Linked DNA regions of Sus scrofa: all the other regions are linked to region 1. A link is a contact called in public Hi-C and HiChIP or PLAC-seq data. All regions are on one chromosome and are shown on one strand. The core of a region is the stretch at or near the end of the contact, and the rest is flanking DNA. Distances in the headings are between cores, read along the strand shown. Region 1 overlaps ZFAND3 (AN1-type zinc finger protein 3). Region 2 holds the start of ZFAND3 (AN1-type zinc finger protein 3). Region 3 overlaps ZFAND3 (AN1-type zinc finger protein 3).

Region 1 (3,553 bases), core at 320-2,819:
AGTGCTCATGCTCTCCTTTCTGCCCCTCCATATTCTTTTCCCAGTGATGCTGAGGCTCCCTCTGACACCTGTCTTTTTCCCAGTCATCAACCCATTCCTTTTATGCTGCATTAAAGTTTTTCTGGTTTCAGTGTTCCAGAGTTCTAAACTAACATGATAAACTGTGTTGATTTTTTAAAAAACTGCTTTATTGAGATATAATTCACATTCCATAAAATTCATGCATTTAAAGTTTACAATTCAGTAGTTTTTAGTATATTCACAAGAGTTGTGCCGCCATCACCACAATATAATTTTAGAATATTTTCATCTCCAAAAGAAATTCTGTACTCATAAAGTATATTGATTTGATCATCCTTAACCACATATTTTGTATAATAGTTGCTGGCTCTCGAATACCGTTAATAACTCAAAAGAGTGACTCTAGTGGTAGAGGTTTTAGACACTGTGATAAGGATATCAGAGATAATCATTTTGGTGCTTCCGATGCTGAGCTGCTCTGCCATGTAATTAGGACAGGCCCTGGATGTGGAATGAATGGATCACCTCTTTTGTATTTTATTTAGGATTAAGACACAGTTTGGGGGAAAGCTGGGCTTGTTACTAAGGGTTCCATGGCTAGCTAGTAGCTATGACAATGTGAGAGCAGTGATAAAAGGACATCTTCCAGAATTAGCGTGGTGAGCAGCAGTGACTGAATGCTCCTCCATGTTGTGACTAGTAAAGTAATTACCACCTGTACACTGCATGTTTTACATTTGTAGATCTTTACATGTAGGGACTTGTAGACATTTGTTATGGACTGTTAAAGATCCAAGGGAGAAAAATTATTTCTATGTATATCTTAATTTTAGCATTTATTTATTTATTTATTTTTAAAATTTATTTATTATCTTTTTGCTTTTCCTAGGGCCTCTCCCGTGGCATATGCAGGTTCCCAGGGTAGGGGTCAAGTTGGAGCTGTAGCTGCCAGCCGACGCCAGAGCCACAGCAACATAGGATCCGAGCCATGTCTGTGACCTACACCACAGCTCATGGCAATGCTGGATCCTTAACTCATTGAGCAAGGCCAGGGATCGAATCCACGACCTCATGGTTCCTAGTCAGATTCGTTAACCACTGAGTCCTGATGGGAACTCCTTGAGCATTTATTTTTATTCTTCTGATTAATTTTCTGTCTTTACCTGTTATTGTTAGAATCAGTTTATTTCGTTTTTGTTTTTGTTTTATTTAATGGACCTACCATATGGACATTTCTGGGCCAGAGTTTGAATCTGAGCTGCAGCTGCAACCTTCACCACAGCTGCAGCAATCCCAGATCCTTTAATCCAACCTGCTCCTCTGCAGTGACTCAAGCTGCTGCAATTGGATTCTTAGTCCATTGCACCAACAGTGGGAACTCCTATTTTTAATGAAATTTTAAATTGGCTTTTTTTGAGATAAAATTTATTTAAAATAAAAGTCAATGACATTTAAGAGTGTAATTTGGTAAGTTTGGGCATATGTATATAGTCGTGTAATCAACAGCATGATCATGATACATACTGCATTTCTATCACCCCAGAAGTTTCCTCATACCTCTTGGTTAGTTAGTCATCCTACTCCTTCATCTCTGGTTCCTGCAGCCACTGATCTGCTGTCATTACCATTTTGCTTTTTCTAAAAATTCATATCACTATAAGTATACAGTATTTAGTCCTTCATGTCTGGCTTCTTTCACTTAGCATAATATCGTTGGGACTCCTTTATGTTGTTGCATGTTCCAGTAGTTTGTTCCTTTTCGTTGTACGGGTTTACCACAATTTGTTGAGTTGACACGTGTGTTGCTTTCAGTTTTGGACTATTTTGTGTTAAGCCGCTATGAGCATTTGAATATAGGTTTTTATATCGACATATTCATATATATATTTTGCGTAAATACGCAAGAGTTGTATGTTTGATAGAGTATAGCAAGTGTATGCTTCACTATATAAGAAATTGCTAAACGGTCTTCCAAAGTGGCTATACCACTGTATATTCTATATTCCCATTAGTATCATAAGACAGTTCCAGCTGTTCCGCATCTTTGTCAACACTTGGTATTGTCATTCTTTTCAAATTTTAGCCATTCCGGTGAGTGTGTGGTAATAAATATTATGGTTTTAATTTGTGTTTCCTTAAAGTTTGTTTTTTAATGGATGTGGATATGTACTTTGTGACACTATGTTAAAAGCACCAAATGGGAAGTAATTTTGTGTTGCTGTGTCTTTTTTTTTTTTAGATTTTATTACCATTTTGCTTTGTAATCTTTATATTCTCAGAATATAATTTGATTCTCCACAATTAGAAGCACAGTTATTTTATATTTTAATTGGTTTTCTAACTGTCTAGAAATCTTTTAGATACTTAAAATATGATCAAATACTGTAATTCTTTGTGATTATACCTTATCAGTTAGGATTCTGGGGAAATAAAACCTTATATAAATCTTCAAAGTGATTTTTAACCCTTACCCTTTTCTCAGTTAACTAACAGATACATAATTGTATTTCATAAGTCATTCTTTTTTTGGTGAATTGGTAATACGAAAATATAGAAAAGAGAAGGATATACTCAGGTTTTGACATTTGATAGTTGGGATATATATAGCATGTTGAGGCATATTCTGTACAAGAATTGAGATTTTCAGCCTGCTAAGCTTCAGAGTATATATGTGTATATATATATATGTGTGTGTGTATTCAGTATATATTCATATATATTCAGTATATATATATTAATATTTATTTTTTATATTTTATTTTTTGTCTTTTTGCCTTTTCTAGGGCTGCGTCTGTGGCACATGGAGGTTCCCAGGCTAGGGGTCTAATCAGAGCTGTAGCCACTGGCCTACGACAGCAGCACAGGATCCAAGCCGCATCTTTGACCAACACCACAGCTCACAGCAATGCCAATCCTTAACCCACTGAGCAAGGCCAGGGATTGAACCCGCAACCTCATGGTTCCTAGTCAGATTTGTTTCCATTGCACCATGGTGGGAACTCCGCTTCATTATCTTTTAAATGGTGGTGAGGTGGAGGCAGTGGTGGACTGCTGCTGCCTGCTCTGTAATGTAGATATTCTCCTCCATATTGGAGAAATTGTATCTTGTTGCCAAGAAGTAGGGGAACTATTGGGTAAAATATCTGAGCAGCCAAATTTGATATCCTGTTAACATTTCATTGCCCTGAGGGAGCCTCTCCTTTCTGTTTGAAACCACTTTTTAATCTTTATGTAATGATGTGATAGGGTCCAGGAATCTTAACTTGAATGTCAATTAAGGGCCTTTGGGAAAGTAGGGGAGGGTGAGGGATACATCAGACTTGGCCACCCTCTAGTGGCTGCCGTGGCCATACTGCAATTTAACTGATCCTTTTCTAGTGTGCTTTAGAAAGGACCCGGCTGAGGGACTTGTCTCTGTAGAATTCCTTTCTGTTCTGCAGAGTAAAACATCTGGATTGATGAAAAACTTTTTAGTAAGGAGTTACTTGAAATGTCAACATTGGTTATCTCTGGGTAGTATGATTATTGGTGG
Region 2 (3,553 bases), core at 734-3,233, 200 kb before region 1:
ATGCTGCAAGTGAGGCCATAAAGAAAAAGGTAAAAATTTTTTGGAGTTCTCTTGTGGCACAGTGGGTTAAGGCTCTGGTGTTGTCACTGCAGTGGCTCCAGTTGCTGCTGTGGGGCAGGATGGATCCCTGGACCGGGAACTTCCACATGCCACAGGTGCAGACACCCTCCCCAAAAGTTTCAGCTGGTTTTTGTACTAAGTGTGACTTTTATCCGATTAGCTCTTCTGTTTGACAAACATGGATCGAGTATGTTTCAATCCCACTCTGGGAATCCACGAATCCACAGAGCAGGCACAAACAGAATGGTGTATATAGAAATAAAATAGTAACATTTGGTAATAAAATTAATCTAGGTAATACCCTTTAAGGCTCTGGTACCCCCCTTGGGTTGTGGGTACATTAACAGCTATTTCTCAGAGATAGTCCTTTTGGAGGTAGGTTTTGTGAGAAGAGACAAGACATGTAAATTTCCTGGTCCTATAATGGAGACTATGTGGGCAGAGGAATGAGGGACCAATTCTGCCTTGTCAGTGTGTGGAAGGCATTGAAGAGGAGACAAGCAATGAATGGGCAGTAGAAGGGTGCTGGGAACCAGAGGAAGGGGCAGAGGACAATACAAGGGACAGAACCTTAGGCAATGTCTTATAAATACTGGGTACTCAATAAATGCTTGCTAATTGGAATAACTGGCAAACAGACAGGAATGCAAGCTGTTTGAAAGATGACAATCATGTTTGACACAAAATTTTCCTTTCGGTTTTAGGGTTTCTTTTTCCACAGACAAAAGAGTCACCAAGATGCCAGTAGAGAGAGTGCTACTTAATCTTTGTTAAACTCAAAGACTGCAAACCTTGCATGAATGTGGCAATTTTATGTCAGCTTAAGAGAAGATTTAAGGAAATATGAGTCCAATGAGAGCTAGGTGTATTGTATGAGTTCATTCATTCTATAGGTTTTTGACAGAAACATTTATTGAAGGCTTAGGAAAATCCACAAAGCTGAAACTAAATATTGCTCAAAATAAATCAGCATTCACATTTGGGGGTGCTTTGGTTTTAAGTGGTTTGATCTCTGCAATTGCTGTCTTCATCATCAACAGCCTCTTTAGGAGGATGCTAACTAAATGTGTTCCTTGCTCCTCAGAGGCCAAAAGAAGCAACAACATTTAATAAATCAACAGAACATGCACAAACAGAATGGTATAAAAAGAAATAACATTTGATAATAAAGTTCATGTAAGGCTCTCTTACTCCTGCCAGGTCGGGGGAACACCGCAGCTATTTCTAAGAGCCATAAGGGCCTCAGCTGTGGATCACCTTTCCAGGAAGTCTGGTGGAAGTTTCCTCCTCCTTGAATTTAGTCATCAACAACTGCCTTCTGTTCATAATTGGTTGGAGGTCAGTATAAGTTCCGGATCAAAGACAAGGAACGCTAAAGGACTCATTTTCTTAGTGGCTCAAACTTTTTGATCACTTAATTGCCATCACTGACTCGGCCATAGCTCCTCTCTAAAAATCAAAACGTCCACTCCAGGAAGAACAGAGGTTCTTCTAGTCTAGGCACAGGGAGTGGACTTGTGTCTCTGAGGTTGGGGACGCCGATGGGGTTAGAGGCACAGAACATGACTAAGACAACCACCCTCCCACCCCTTGCCATTGCTGCTGCAAAGAAGGAGGGTTATATTTCCCAGAAGTTCATTACTGCCAAAGGGTGACCAGTTCCCTGGGTGAGTTGGGTGTGGCAGGACTGGGAAGAGAGATTTCCAGGGGTTAGCAGTTGGTGGAGAAATGTTCCCCAGTATCTCCCAGGTCCAAGAGCGAAGAGTTAGTGGGCCTCTCAGGCAGCCGAAGACCCAGGCAACCCCCGGCCGACCGAGACTCACTTCCGGGTTTGGAAGCGCTCCTCCAGGCCCCTCCCCATACTGGGTTACGGGTGTCTCCGGGCGCATGCGCAGCGCTCAGGCGCCGCTCTGGGACTGGCCCAACTTACCTAAACAACTAATCTGCTCCTCCCCCTCTCGCTTGGGGCGTACCATTCGCGTTTGGGGGAAAGCAACGTGCCCCAGAGTACTCAGAAGCCTGCTCCCCTTTTTCACACGAGGGGAAGGTAAGTTTGCCTCAGATTCTAAAAGTTCCAACATAAGAAAGCCTCAAAAACCCGTCGCCGAGTGTTAGCTCAACGGTCTCGGCTTTGCCCACGGCCCAGTTCTCTTCCTTTGAGGCGCTGAACAAAGTGGCACGCCCGGATCCCAGCTGATCAGCTGCTGGGCTTTGGCGGCGGCTCCCCCGGGCGAGACCATTGTGACTCCTTGGGAGGGGTGCGTGAGGAGGGGAGGGGGCGGAGCGGCCATTGTCCGGTCAGCGCAGCCTCCGGGGGAGGGGAGGGTGTTACGGAGCGAGCGCGGCCGGGGGTTTCACAGCGGCCGCTGCTACGCCAGAGCCGGCGGGGGCCTCAGATCCTTGCCAGCGCCGCCGCACGGGACATCGCTCTGGCTGGAAGCGGCGGTGGGAGCTACCGAGGGCGCCGGGTCTTCCCTCCTCTCCCGCGGTCCTCGGTTCACCCGCACGCCCCACCTCCTCAGCTCCCCTCCCTCTGCTCTCCGCGCCTCCCCCAGCCCCCCCGTCTCCGTAGGTCGAGTGGTGCGGCCCGCCTCCAGCTGACCGGCCTGGAATCCCGGCTCGGAGCCCCGGACTCGCGCCCGCCCGCGCGCCCGCTCCCTCCCCCTCCCCCCGCCCCGAGCCCCCCGACGCCGCCGCCGCCGCCGCCTCCTTCTAGCGGGGCCCAGGCCCAGCCGCTGCCACCGTCGCCGAGCTCCGACGCCGCCGCCGCCGCCGCCGAGCACCATGGGAGACGCCGGGAGCGAGCGCAGCAAAGCGCCCAGCCTGCCGCCTCGCTGTCCCTGCGGCTTCTGGGGGTAAGTGCCCAGGCTGGGTGGGGGTGGGGGCGGGGGCCCAGGCGCTGGCGCCGGGGCTGCCTGGTCAGGCCTCGGGGCCCTGGGAGGCCGGAACCCTGGGGACTGGGCCCAGGCCGGGCCTTCGGGGAGGGGGCAGGGGCCGCGTCCTGAGGGAGGGTGCGGCGTGGGGAGCTGGGGGTGGGCAGAGGAGGCCCTGCCCGAGGTGTGCTGCCACCCTCGGGACTGCCTGCCGGAGACTTGGGCCGAAAGGGGCCGCCCGGGCCTGGTAAGGGGGCAGGGCTGCGGGCAGCGATGAGGGGGCGGTGTTGGCACCTCCGGGTGGAGCTGAGGTGCCCCCTTCTCTTGGCTTGTGAAGGCCAGCCCTTCCTCCCCTCTTTGGTAGGAGTTGGTGCCCAGGCAGTAGGAGGGTATTTCCTCTGACTTTTTCACCTCCCCTGCTCCCTGTCCCCCAGAGACTTGCATCATCACTTCCTAAATTATATCCCAGTGCCCCATTTGCTTTTAGGAAGCTGTTCACACGTCACCCATTTTTACAAGTCAGGCCCAGAACCCAGGCTAGGGTAAAGTTATAAGACTGTCGAGGTCTCACCTTTATTTAAAGCACGTTTCAGAAGATCTGTAATATTTCCTTGTCAAAA
Region 3 (3,553 bases), core at 729-3,228, 150 kb before region 1:
AATTAGTGATGTTGAGCACCTTTTTATGTACCTTTTGGGCATTTATGTGTCTTCTTTGGAAAAAGGTCTTTTTAATTCTGCTCATTTTTTAATTGGATTTTTTTTTTTTTTTTTTTTTTTGCTGTTGAGTTATGAGTTCTTTATATAGTTTGGATAGTAACCCTTTATTAGATATATGATTTGCAAATATTTTCTCCCATTTGTAAGTTGTCTGTTCATTTTTTTGGATGGTTTATTTCTTTTGCAGTGCAGATGTTTTTTAGTTTGGTGTAGTCCCACTTATTTTTGCTTTTGTTGTCTTTGCTTTTGGTGTCAAATCCAAAATGATGTTGCTGAAACTGACGTCAAAGAGCTTACCCCTTGTGTTTTCTTTTAGGAGTTTTATGGTTTCAGATCCTACGTTCAAGTTTTTAATCCATTTTGAGTTGATTTTCTGCATCTATTGAGATTATCATATGATTTTTATCCATTTTTTTATTGTTTTGTATCACATTATTTAGCAGATTTTGAACCATCCTTGAATCCCTTAAAAAAATCCCACTTGATCATGAGGTATGATCCTTTTAATAATAATGTTTTGTTTTTTTTTTGTCTTTATTGCTATTTCTTGGGCCGCTCCCATGGCATATGGAGGTTCCCAGGCTAGGGGTCTAATCGGAGCTGCAGCTCCGGCCTACGCCAGAGCCACAGCAACGCGGGATCCGAGCCGAGTCTGCAACCTATACCACAGCTCACGGCAACGCCAGATCGTTAACCCACTGAGCAAGGGCAGGGACCAAACCCGCAACCTCATGGTCCCTAGTCAGATTGTTAACCACTGCGCCACAACAGGAACTCCCCTTTTAATAATATTGTTGAATTCAGTTTGCTAATTTTTTTTTTGGAGGATTTTTGTATATATGTTCATTAGGGATATTGATTGTTAGTTTTTTTGTAGTTTCCTCACCTGGTTTTGGTGTCAGATGATGCTGGCCTCATAAAATGAGTTTGGAAATGTTCCCTCTTCAATTTTTTTGGAGTCTGAGAAGGATTGGTATTAATTCTTCTTTAAATGCTTGATGGAATTTACAAGTGAAGCCATCTATGCCTGGACTTTGGTTCGTTGGGAAGATTTTGATTCTTGAATAAGTCTCTTTACTAATAATTGGTTTGTTCAGGTTTTTTTGTTTTGTTTTGTTGTCTTTTTTTTTTTTAGGGATGCCCCCTTGGCATATGGAGGTTCCCAGGGTAGGGGTCAAATCAGAGCTGTAGCTGCCGGCCTACACCACAGCCACAGCAACGCAAGATCCAAGCTGTGTCTGTGACCTGCATCACAGTTCACGGCAATGCCGTATCCTTAACCCGCTGAGCGAGGCCAGAGATCGAACCTGCAACCTCATGATTACTAGTTGGGTTCATTAACCACTGATCCGCAATGGTAGCTCCATGTTTAGGTTTTTTTCTACCTCAGTTTCTCAACTTAATTTCTTAGTTTTGATAGGTTGTATGTTTTAGGAATTTATCCATTTCTTCTAGGTTGTCCATGTGTTGACATAATTGATCATGTATCTGTTATTGAACAGTAATTTGTGTGTCTGTGGGAGCACGTTAACCAAATTTCCAATACACATGTTCTAGCCTTTACTTAAGGAGACATCATGTTGTGATGCAGAGCGCATTGCCCTTGGAACCAGAAAGCCTAAGTTAACATCTTGTCCCCACCACTTGTTAGCTTTGTTATCTTGAATAAGACCACCTCTTCACACCTTAATTCTCTTAACTGTAAAATAAGCATATTTCCTGCATTTCAGAAAGGTAGTTTTAGGAATCAAGTATGGTAATGTGTATGGGAGAACTTTTTAAGCAGAAAAGAGAAAATTTGGGTTTTATATTTAGTTTCTATTTGTTTCAGACCTTTTTCATGAAGACAGTCATGACTCGCTTTTTGCTTAGTGCAGATTTTATCTGAGTAATCTGTGTTTGGCAATTTGAACTTTCAGTATTTCCTATTGTTGGTCCTCCCCCCATAGTTAGGATTCATAACTATGCCTGTCTGCAGTTATCAGCAGAGACTGTGCTGCTCCTTAAACTGTGTCTCAGATACACATAATTTCCAGGGCCCTAATAACTATTTTCTGATGAACCTTATGGTCACAGACTGAAAATGAGGTTTGCTTTTTGGGGAGGGTCATGATAGCAGCAGCCTGGAGACCAGCAGGTAAGGCTTTGGGGTGAATAATACATGAAGACTAAATTGATGAGTGGGCTCCTGGGATTATGAGACTGGCCTTGTACTTCAGTTAGTTTGGGTAATATTTTAGAAAGTAGCAACTTTTCTCCATAGTCATTTGAATTTTTTTTTTTTTTTGCTTTTTAGGGCCTCACCCGAGGCATATGGAGGTTCCCAGGCTAGGGTCCAATCTGAGCTGTAGCCACTGGCCTACTCCATAGCCACAGCAATGCAGGATATGAGCCGTGTCTGTGACTTACACCACAGCTCACGGCAACGCCAGATCCTTGACCCACGGAGCGAGACCAGGGATTGAAACCGAAACCTCATGGTTCCTAGTCTGATTCGTTTCCACTGCGCCATGAAGATTAACTTTAAAAAATTTCCCAAATTTCAAAAATTTGTTAGCTGTATTACTTGACTACAGTGTTAATGATCTTGCACTCCCCCTGCTGGCTGACTCTTTAGAAATACAATGAATTAAGGAAAAGAATACTAATTCTGAGCTGAGAGTATCTGTCAAATTTTATATTCTTTGTAGAAGTGGCTGATGTTATAGGAGGTGTCATTCGAGTAAGGAATTGATGCATTATGTCTTTCCTTTTTTGTGACTTGTTTACAGTGGTATTTAGTGCTCAGAGGATATTCATTTAGCATTTTTTGAAAAAAGGTAAACTTAGATTTAGTTATAGCATGTGTTATAAGTTTACTCTCCTGTGTTCTAAAAAGCCACCATTGGCCTACACCACAGCTATAGCTACGCCAGATCCTTAACCCATTGAGGCCAGGGATTGATCCCACAATCTCATGGTTCCTAGTCGGATTCGTTTCCGCTGTGCCACAACGGGAACTCCTTTAAGCTACTTTTTTCAACCAAAAATAACTTGTGGTTTGTGTGCCTTTATTTGGTCATTCATTCTTACGGCATTTATTTATTGAATGTCGCTTAGTTTCTGTAAAGCCCTGATAGGTGTTGAGGTGAACACAGAAGGATGAGGTGATACTCCATGAAGGCTTAGGGCTACTTCACTCCTAAGATCTAAACTCTCTGCCAATGAAAATATTAAATGCCAGTGTGTCATTAAATAGTGTGATGAATGCTATGGGATATTAAACACATTTGAATGTTAAAGATGATGAAGCCCATTGTGGTGTTAAAGATAAAGACAGGCATCAGAGTGCTTACAAGACTCTGAGGAATGGATGTAGTTCAGGTAGGCAGAAGTGGAGGATGTGACGGACAGGCATTCCAGGGAACAGCATGGTAAAAGGCATGAGTAGGATATTAGTGTAATTTATTTAGGGTACAGTGAAAAGCACTGTCCTGGAGCTTTACACACTTAG

Evidence for each region. Hi-C and Micro-C count contacts between places; a contact is called where the count stands out from the background. HiChIP or PLAC-seq counts read pairs in DNA pulled down with a chosen protein or histone mark.
Region 2: a contact with region 1 is called in an H3K27ac HiChIP or PLAC-seq map of alveolar macrophages, with 6 times the contacts expected there. The contact joins the promoter of ZFAND3 here to the enhancer-like site in region 1. A contact is called at or near these places in 2 of 5 promoter capture datasets (both in liver), 3 of 47 Hi-C or Micro-C datasets (embryonic fibroblasts, epiblast stem cells and liver) and 2 of 2 datasets of contacts at active chromatin or transcription factors (alveolar macrophages and skeletal muscle).
Region 3: a contact with region 1 is called in a Hi-C map of alveolar macrophages, with 1.8 times the contacts expected there. The contact joins two enhancer-like sites. A contact is called at or near these places in 6 of 47 Hi-C or Micro-C datasets (alveolar macrophages, embryonic fibroblasts, liver and 1 more) and 1 of 2 datasets of contacts at active chromatin or transcription factors (alveolar macrophages).

What each region holds. Positions count from the first base shown.
Region 1 is chr7:33,577,637-33,581,189 of Sscrofa11.1, forward strand. All of the region lies in intron 3 of ZFAND3 (AN1-type zinc finger protein 3), which reads left to right. Among named protein-coding and RNA genes, the nearest start is that of ZFAND3, 200 kb to the left of the region's middle. Within about 2 kb of position 1,570, at least 2 of the 83 cell types and tissues checked have an H3K27ac peak or open chromatin away from gene starts, as enhancers often do. A contact at or near this core is called in alveolar macrophages, where this site is marked.
Region 2 is chr7:33,376,247-33,379,799 of Sscrofa11.1, forward strand. ZFAND3 (AN1-type zinc finger protein 3) reads left to right here and starts at 1,984. Exons shown (of 7, transcript XM_021099854.1): 1 at 1,984-2,107; 2 at 2,616-2,915. The coding sequence starts at 2,845.
Region 3 is chr7:33,431,478-33,435,030 of Sscrofa11.1, forward strand. The region is part of intron 2 of ZFAND3 (AN1-type zinc finger protein 3); the gene reads left to right. Among named protein-coding and RNA genes, the nearest start is that of ZFAND3, 55 kb to the left of the region's middle. Within about 2 kb of position 1,979, at least 3 of the 83 cell types and tissues checked have an H3K27ac peak or open chromatin away from gene starts, as enhancers often do. A contact at or near this core is called in alveolar macrophages, where this site is marked.